Linked DNA regions of Drosophila melanogaster: region 1 is linked to region 2. Evidence: chromatin contacts called from public Hi-C data. All regions are on one chromosome and are shown on one strand. The core of a region is the stretch at or near the end of the contact, and the rest is flanking DNA. Distances in the headings are between cores, read along the strand shown.

Region 1 (4,451 bases), core at 1,832-4,331, 230 kb after region 2:
AGATTCAAAGTCGAGACGAGAGTTCAGCCATTCATTCATTCACGTTGATTGCCACCTTTCTCGATCTTTTTTTCTCCTGCCCCACGGCAGCCTCTTGTGCTCCAATGATTAGTCTGTGCTAATGAACAGGCGGCGGCTACCTAGCAAAAAAAAAAAAAAAAAAAAAAATACAACACAAAATGATGAAGAGAGGGCGAAGGGGAAGTTATCCATGAAGTCCAAGACCAACAAAAACAAATCCCAAAGACACAAAAACGCCGAAAAAAGAGCGAGTAAAAGCGAGGCAAAGCTGCAAGAAAGCGGCAAACAAACAGAAATCAAATCCAATTTATGTTTTCAGCATTAATCATAATTTCTTGGGGGCCCATTTTGGTGTGGCGTGAAATAATTTTTATGCGCCGTTTTTACGGAACCCAATTCGAAATCGAAATCCCAAGGGGAATAGGTGTCAATGTCTAATTTTGTGGCAAATGCACTCGGAGCATTCTGTTTTCCTCATTATGACTATGACTATGAATGTGGGCTGGATGGAAACTGGATCAGTGGATCAGTGCTAATGGGGTGTGAGAATCGATCGCGGACGTTTTGGCCATGAAATTCGAGCGCACAGAATGGGAAATAGTGGCCGAGATCAATTGGAAATGCGTACAGCTATGAGTTAAGCTCTTCATTTGCGGAATGAATTCACTCCTCTAACTCTAAATCGCATGCCTGGGTGGGCTGTACGATTGATGCAATTAAGATGCTTGCAAGATCGAGACCCTTTACTGTCCCATCCAATTATCCCGTTTTATGCTAAGCCATTTCCCATTGATTCATTGCAGCCCGAATGATTCAACAGTGAAAAGGACCTGGCTAGAGCCATGTTTCAGATCGGTAGCTAGCCAGACTGACTCTAGTCTGCTGGAGTGGACCCCACATCGAATAGGGCCCTGGGTTTCGGGGCGGGGGTTTCGTTTGCTGGGCCACTTGAAAAGCAATTTTTTGAAATTTATTTTCCATTTATCGCTTTATTTATTTTCTACCTTCTTTCAGTGTGGCCCTGTCGCTTTGCTCCCCTCGTCCACAGTTCACCTGGTCTATCTGCTTATGCGATTAGAGTTGCAGCAAAGGAGACCAGGAAGATGACGACGTGGATGGTACAAGATTGGGATTGGGACTGCGACTGGGAATGGGAATGGGAATGAGAACGATGACGATGACGGCGATGATGGTGATGATGCTGCTCGGTGTGTTTATTTTTGTTTGGACCGAGAGACCTTTTTGTTTGTCTGCATTTTCGACGACGAACAAGACGGAGCTAAGGAACTGTGTCTCAATGGGCCACAATCGAAAGTAATAATGAAATCCCATCAACAACGAGACAAAGGCTCTCTGACCATTCCGATTCCCATTCCCCTTTGGCCTTCCATCCCTTTTTTGGCCTGCAGAATGAGACGACGACACTTGGCTTGATTTTTATTGTTGGGCTTTTCCCCCGGCCCTTTGATTTATTGTTAGCGGGAACGGGCTGGAAAATGGGAATGCTCTCCGGTTTCAGGTTTGGCATTGGTATTGGTTTTAGTTTTGGTTTTGGCCAAGTGTCCGGTTCCCTGAATGCATCTATGTATCTCTATCTCTCTTCTCCCAGATGATCTTGTTCTGCGACCAGCTGCCTGTTGCATTCCGCTCGCTCACCTCTTGCCAATGGCAACAGAAATGTGCGTGCTTAAGCTACAGGTGGACTTGGCAAACGACGGACTGTGGAGACTGTAGAAACTGGTGGTTATGTTCCGCGCATACAACAACAAAAAAAAAACAAAAAAAAACTCTTGAGAAAAGTTAAGTTCTGCAAAGAATTATAATAATTGTTTCACATATTGGTCTAAGGATCTCCACATTACGGAGGGCCCACTGTAGTTGTGCAACCTCTCCCGATCCCCCATCCCATTCCCAACTTGGGGTTCTATTCTGGTGCACGGCACATAGACAGTTCATTAATGTTATCAACGAGCAAAAAGGGGAATGAAGGATGGTCTTGGGACCCCTGCCACCTCGGATGACAGGTTTGGTTGTGCACTTTTCTGGTTTATGTACGCGCTGGATTTGATGTGCAACACTTGTTGTTATTTTGTGATTTTGTTGGGGGCCCGCTGACACATAAGAGTAACGGCAATTGGCAATTGGCCATTGGCCATCGCCTGTTGGCCAAAAAAGGACATGGCCACATGACCATCGCGAAAAACTTGTCAACTGGAATCGATCGATATGGCAGTGGTAATTCCGGGGAAGGGGGTTTCTCTGATTTACCGACATTTACGGACTGCACTGACCAGATGAACTACTTTCGAGACACTGGCCACTGGCCATTGGCCATTTACCGTTGCAAAACTCACCTGTTGACTGAAACCTCGAAGGGCAGCTAAATCCTCTATCCAAATCCAATTCCAATCTGCGCCGCTTGTCGCACTCTAAACGAACGGTAAATATTTTGATTAGATTTTGATCACTGGTCGCAGCATTCTTGCGATTTTCCCATCACATAAGAAACAAGCAGTAAAAGAACAATGAGAGCCGAGAGAAAAGGCAGTCCAAATAACAGAAACCCATTAAAATGTTATGGCATTTTCAAAGCCTTTCGAACACACACACACATGCACACACTCGAGAACAGGGCGATTGGCATCGGCTTAAATCGAATTTCTGGGGATATGGAGATCACTTCTCGACGGACATTCGCCAAGTATTGATGTTCCGCCAGGGCATAATTTATAGTTATTAGGTGTTTCCTACGCGACGCCGCTGCCTTTTTAGCCGGCTGCCGTTATAAAAATAAAAACAAACTTGGCACACGCACTTTTCTCGCTCTCGCTCGTTCTCTCTCTCGCTCTCTCTTTCTTTGCACTTCCTAATTTGAATGCACCTCAAGGGCAGCCGAACCAGCACTCACAGGGATTTAGAACAGCCAAAAAAAAGGTAAACAAATAACCGTTATTAGCACGACGATTTTATTTTGAGATATATATTCAAATATAACTCTGTTATAGTTTCGCGCAGACTCCGCACACACGTCTTTCTTGCTCGGCGGCGCGAAGCGAAGTGAGCCAAGTAACGTAATGTAGTACTTATATCAATTCGTGCATACTTTTGGGCGCGCTTCGAAAATCTTGATGAGAAAGAGCAGAGAACCAAGAGAGAAACCAAAAGAGAACATTTTGAAGTTGTCTTCTTTCTTCTCTTTTGTTGTAATGTAATTGAATTCTTCTCTTCTCTTACAATTTTGAATTTGCTTGATCGGGAGGAGGCCACTGTATTTTGATATTACAAATGAATTATAACGGAAGTCGGAACTAATGATTGTTGTGAGCATACCTTTTAAGTTTTATAATGAGTATAATAAATACCTTTATTCTGAATCCTTAATCCTTAATCTTAATCGTTAATAGAGATGAAGATGATCTATGGAAATGATGATTTATGAATGAAGAACTCCTCCCACAATTAAACACATTCCAGACTGTTGTTGATTTCATTTTAATATATCTTCTGCATTCGCTTTTATCCACTCAACGGTTTTCGCTCGTTCACAATAGTTGCATTCTTAGTAATTCATTTATCATTATATGTATGTAGGTGTATTATCAATTGGTTTTTAATCAATAACGTGGTCTTGTATGTGTGTAGGGCCAATTTTCGATCTCCAACTTTTTACACTGGGCTGGCAAAAAAAGAGTCGTAGTCATAGGTATAAGCTAGAGACTAAAATTATGATTAAAATGCCTTCACTATTGTGGATTTTGTGGTTGCAGTTGGCTAGTATGCGTTGTTGTTGCTCGAGTTAGTTAGTAAGTTCTTAGGGTTCTAGGCTTTAACTGTATTTTCTGTATTATTTTGCATTAGTTGCATTATTGTATCTGTTTCGTTTCACTTCTTGCATGGCGTTTTTGTTAAATAAATGTTTGTGATATTTTCGCATTTTTCCTTGCTACAATCTTTAACTTAGACTTAAGGATCGAAGAAGCAATTGTAGTTGAAGTGATCGTTTCTCTTTTGTTTTTGTTTTTTTTATATTATGTGTAAGTGATATAATATTCAATTTTTGTGGATTTTCTTGGGCTTATGCATATGTTGTATATATAAAAATTGTTGTTCGTTTTGTTTCATTTGTTAATGTTTAATTAAAAAGCTAGTTTCGGCTGTTGGTTGTGTCCTCAGACGACTGGCGGTTCGGTTCCTCCCAGTGGATCGTCGTTACTAATTAAATAAAATGAAGAAACGAGAGAAATTGTAAATAAATTAAAAAAATAAAAACTTGTAATTAAAAAATTATTATAAAAAATTATTATAAAATCAAATGTGTGCGGTCTAACTTTAATAAATACATTACTTATATTTGATAAAATTTGATAAAAGCCTCGCCAAACTGCATTTTCAGACTTTGCCTCAACGCGAAGAAGAACTATGGTTTTCTT
Region 2 (4,517 bases), core at 1,360-3,859:
TCTGTCTTGGCGACCTCCAGGGCACCTAGCACGATCAATCGCCGCTCGGCGGCTTGCAGCTGCACTTGATCCGGTGGTGAGGGAAAGGGAAAGTGCACCACGCGATCGATGCCCATGCAGCGCATTTGCAGCATAAGGTCCTCGACGGGCTTTTTCTGGATATCCGGCTGGGAAAAGTCCTCGAAGCAGTCGTTGTACACGGCACTCGAGTAGAGGCGATAGCAATGTCCGGCGCTGATGCGACCCGCTCGTCCAGCACGCTGATCCGCCGAGGCCTTAGACGTGTAGGTTACCACAAAAGCACTCACACCCGTCAGTTTGTCGTAAAGACGCGTCTTCTGGCGACCACAGTCAACAACATACTTGATGTGCGGGATGGTGAGAGATGTCTCTGCCACATTGGTGCTAACCACGCATAGCCGGCAGCCATCGGGAACGGGCAGGAAGATGCGGTTTTGCTTCTCCGAGGAGAGGAGCGAGTAGAGCGGCAGGACCCACAGAGGTTGCCTTTGACCAGATCCCATTCCCGACTCATCCTCCAAGCCTAGTTCATCGTCGTTATCCTCTTCTAGTCCCTCCTGCTCATCATCCTCATCCGGCTGCTCGTGCATGTCTGCTTCCGTATCATCACCAGGGAGCTTGTAGTCGTCCAAATTGATTTTGGGTAACGCCATTTGCGCCAAGAACTTTTTCTTAGATTTACGAATATTACGTATAACTCGTTTCATATCAAACTCCAGCTCCTTGGGATCCTCCACAGTCGATGCCGCATCATCTATTGTTTCCTCTTTTTCTTCCTCCGATACCTTTCCATTTTTAGCGACATCCTTGGTTGGCGCATGATGATACGGAAACGTACGTCGCAGCTTGCGCACCAGTTGGTTGACCTCCTGCTGTCCCGTCACAAAAATTAGTATGCCGCCTTCCGGAAGCTTATTATGGATTTTTAAGGTCTTGCGGTAAGCCTCCGCCACATAGTCATCAGGTGTGCGCTTCTGGAAGTGAATAGTCACCGGAAATTGTCGAGCCTCCACTTTAAGCAACGGTGGCGGAATCTTAAACAAGCGAGTATTCTCTGTAAAATCGGATACCCGCAAAGTGGCAGACATAATGATCAGCTTCAGCGGCTGCCCGCGTTTGTGACGCAAGGGCACGATCCTTGACAGGAGACCCACTAGGATGTCTGTGTAAACACTGCGCTCGTGCGCCTCGTCCAGGATGATCACTGAGTACTTACTAAGCAGAAAGTCAGTTTCGATCTCCTTAAGCAACACACCATCTGTCATGAATTTAATGCGCGTCGCTGGTGTTACGTTTCCCTCGAAGCGAATGAGGTATGACACCTCGCTCTCCGGCAGGTTCATCTCGTGGGCCACCCGCTTGGACATGGCAATAGCAGCCACTCGCCGCGGCTCCGTCACTCCAATCATCTTGTGCTGGGCATACCCCGCTTCGTACAGGAACTGCGGTAGCTGGGTAGTCTTTCCAGAGCCAGTCTCACCAGCCACGATCACAATGGGGTTTTCGTTGATTGTCTCCATCACCTGCTGCTCCTCCGCGAGGATAGGCAGTCGAAGACGGGCATTCTGAACTTCTGTTGTCCGATGTACGGGCACATAGACAGTCTGGTGGATACAGGCAGGTGGGTTAGGCTCTGGCTTCAACTTTTTAATGGGTGGTTTAACAGCGATTTGCGGTGGAGCTATAGACACTGGAGTGGGTATGGCAATAGGAGCGGATTGAGCTGGTGCCTCCTCATCGTCCTCATCAGAGGATGAAGAATCTTCGTCATCTTCCTCCACGCTAATTACATTCGGATTCTTTCGCTTGGCCTGTAGTTCCTCCTCCTCTTCGACGAGAAGCTTGCGCTTGGAGCCCTTTATAGCATTTACGCGGAGACCCGACGCCGAGCTTTTTTCAGCTAAAACTTGGGCCTGTCTTTCCTTTTTCTTGGCTAGATACTCGTCAAGGGTGGGTAGACGCTTTAATCCCACGGTTTGCACTTGGCTAATGGAAGTATACTGCTGCAGCTCCTCCTCCGGAATTTGAACGGCAGCAAGGTCACCCAACAGCTGAGCGCGCTAAATTAGAAAAGATTTCAATTAAATATCAGTTTTATATTAGCACTGAATAAAAACCTACACCCTCTTTCTTTTTCTTCTTGTCCACAATAGCCTGGAGGTGCTTGCGCTGCTTCTTGGAAAGGATCTTCACGTGTTGCACTTTGTCCACCTTAATCTTGGTGGCCCGCTTCTCGGAGGGCAGAACCAGAGCGTTGGCCTCATCGTAGCCAACCTGGTTGCCGCCGGCCACAGCATCCACATCGATCTGAATCTGTAGAGTATTGGATTTGGAAAGGGTAAGAAAGCGGATTCGAGTGTGTGGTCCGACGGATGACCTACCTTCTTCACGGCCGAGTTGTCCACAATTGTTTGTGGATTCTGCCGCGCCTTGGCATTGTGCACCTTCTTGCCCATGATTACTTTACTTTACCAATATAGTTAATAAAATAAAGTAACAGAATTAACTTTGGGCAATAATATAAACATTGATTTAAATCACACGTGCGAAGTACGCTTATCGATAACAGCGCAGGCGATAACAAAAGTTGAGATACTCTAAAATGTGCTGTGATGTTACATTTGTGTTAGTGGAAACATACATTAGTGGGAAAAACTGATTGTTATAGTTGTTCACACTCCTTCGACAGCACTGGTATCGAAACGTTATCGCAATCGATTCATCGTAATATTTTCAATATAAGTTTTTGTGACAAATAGGCGTGCAACATTTTAGATCCATCTGCTCCCCGCCTGTCGTTTCGGCTTGGCTCCTCTGCTCGAGTCCTGAACCCCCGTTTTCAGTGAAATCCAGCTACCTGCAATGGTGTCCAAGAACCAATTCTATCAGAACTGGACCATGCAGTCGCAGCAGCAGCACCCGCACCAAATGCAGCAACAGTTTCAGCAACAGCAGCAGCCAAATCTGCAGCACCGCAACAACCAGAGCAACAATAATAATTGCAACAATAATCCCCGCGCAGCTGCGGCTCCGTATAGAAAACCGTTTCGTTCGGGCAAAATTAACTCCGGACCAGGAGGAAATGGGAATGGTAACAGGGTCAACGGTAACAATCAGATGATGTTTTCCTCCAGCCAAATGCCGAGCGATCCCCTGTACATTGACTTCAGCAGCCCGCCACCAGGATTCAAACACAATCAGGTAGGCAGTCCCAAGAAGAAGTCTATGAAGGGCATCAAACAGCAGCAGCATCCCAGTCCGAACCAGCAGCAGCCTCCCAGTCCGAACCAGCAGCAGCATCCCAGTCCGAACCAGCAGCAGCATCCCAGTCCGAACCAGCAGCAGCATCCCAATTCGAACCAGCAGCAGCATCTCAGTCCGAACCAGCAGCAGGGCAAGATGAACAACCAGAACAACAATCATATGAACCAGTCGCAGCAGCCCTTCAACAATCAGATGAACGGAAGCGATTGGCAGCGCCATCCGGGCAACAATCCCAATCAGATTCGCGGTGGCTTTAATGGATTCCAACGCGGGCCGCCTCCGAACCGTCCTCCTCCACGCCTCATGATGGGTCCGCCAATGGGTCCGATGGGCCCCGGACCACGGGGACCCGGACCGATGGGCCCTGGAGGACCTTACCCGCAAATGCCTTTCCCGCCACCGGTGCCTGGTATGCGCGGTCCCGGACCCATGGGCCCCATGGGTGGACCACCACCGCCGCCGCCACCGCTCTTTATGCGTCGCAACGGACCCGGTCCAGGTCCTATGATGGGTGTCCCACCGCCCATGCACATGATGGGTCCACGGATGCCGCCGCGGGGAATTCCACCGGTCGGACCTTATGGACCAATGAACATGAATGGCGGCCGGATAATGAAGCCCAATCCCAAGCTAATCAAGCAGGTGGTGAAAGGCAAGAGCAGCATAAAGACACTAAAGAACCTGATCAATCAGTATCCCATCGAAAAGCCCTGGGTAACGGACGAGATACGCAGCGAGCACGACAAGAAGGTGGACATCGAGAACAGATTGAAGGGCCACAAAGACGACGAGCTCTTCGCTCAGTACAAGGGCCAGCGGGACAAGTTCGTTAGTCTCTACGAAGCGGCGCGGGAAGAGTATCTCAAGCAGGAGGCAGCCACTGTCAAGGCCAAGGTGAGCATATAGAGACCCCCCAACATATCCTTATTCCCTTGGAACAGGTGTCCCATCCGAAGCTCTATTCAGGGAGGCACACCGATTCCGGGTACAGTTTCGGCTTAATCCGGAATCACTTTGCACCCCTGATTTGATCCGTAACCCCCACCCGTCCCTCTTTGTTGCGTTTGCCGGGCGGTAGGAAAAAAATAAGAGAGCAGAGAAAGTGAAAAAGTAAGTCTCAACCTGATGCACTCTCTCGCATTATCCTGCAGTCCTGCGGAAGGTTGTTGTCATATCTATTTTCACCTTCGGTTGTTCCCTTGGCACTGATATATATCCGCAAAAGAGAAACT

The links. A called contact is a pair of places that touch in the nucleus more often than the background predicts.
Region 1: a contact with region 2 is called in a Hi-C map of the OSC cell line, with 1.6 times the contacts expected there. The contact joins the promoter of boi here to the promoter of kz in region 2. A contact is called at or near these places in 4 of 107 Hi-C or Micro-C datasets (the D17-c3 cell line, the ML-DmBG3-c2 cell line, the OSC cell line and 1 more).

The regions. Positions count from the first base shown.
Region 1 is chrX:2,466,962-2,471,412 of dm6, forward strand. It overlaps boi (brother of ihog), which reads right to left and starts at 3,082. Exons shown (of 9, transcript NM_166940.3): 1 at 2,930-3,082; 2 at 2,376-2,450. It overlaps trol (terribly reduced optic lobes), which reads right to left. Exons shown (of 38, transcript NM_001297896.2): 38 at 3,499-4,233. The coding sequence ends at 4,191.
Region 2 is chrX:2,239,426-2,243,942 of dm6, forward strand. It overlaps kz (kurz), which reads right to left and starts at 2,610. Exons shown (of 5, transcript NM_057243.4): 1 at 2,403-2,610; 2 at 2,143-2,334; 3 at 1-2,081. The coding sequence starts at 2,477. It overlaps fs(1)K10 (female sterile (1) K10), which reads left to right and starts at 2,713. Exons shown (of 2, transcript NM_058143.4): 1 at 2,713-4,179. The coding sequence starts at 2,884.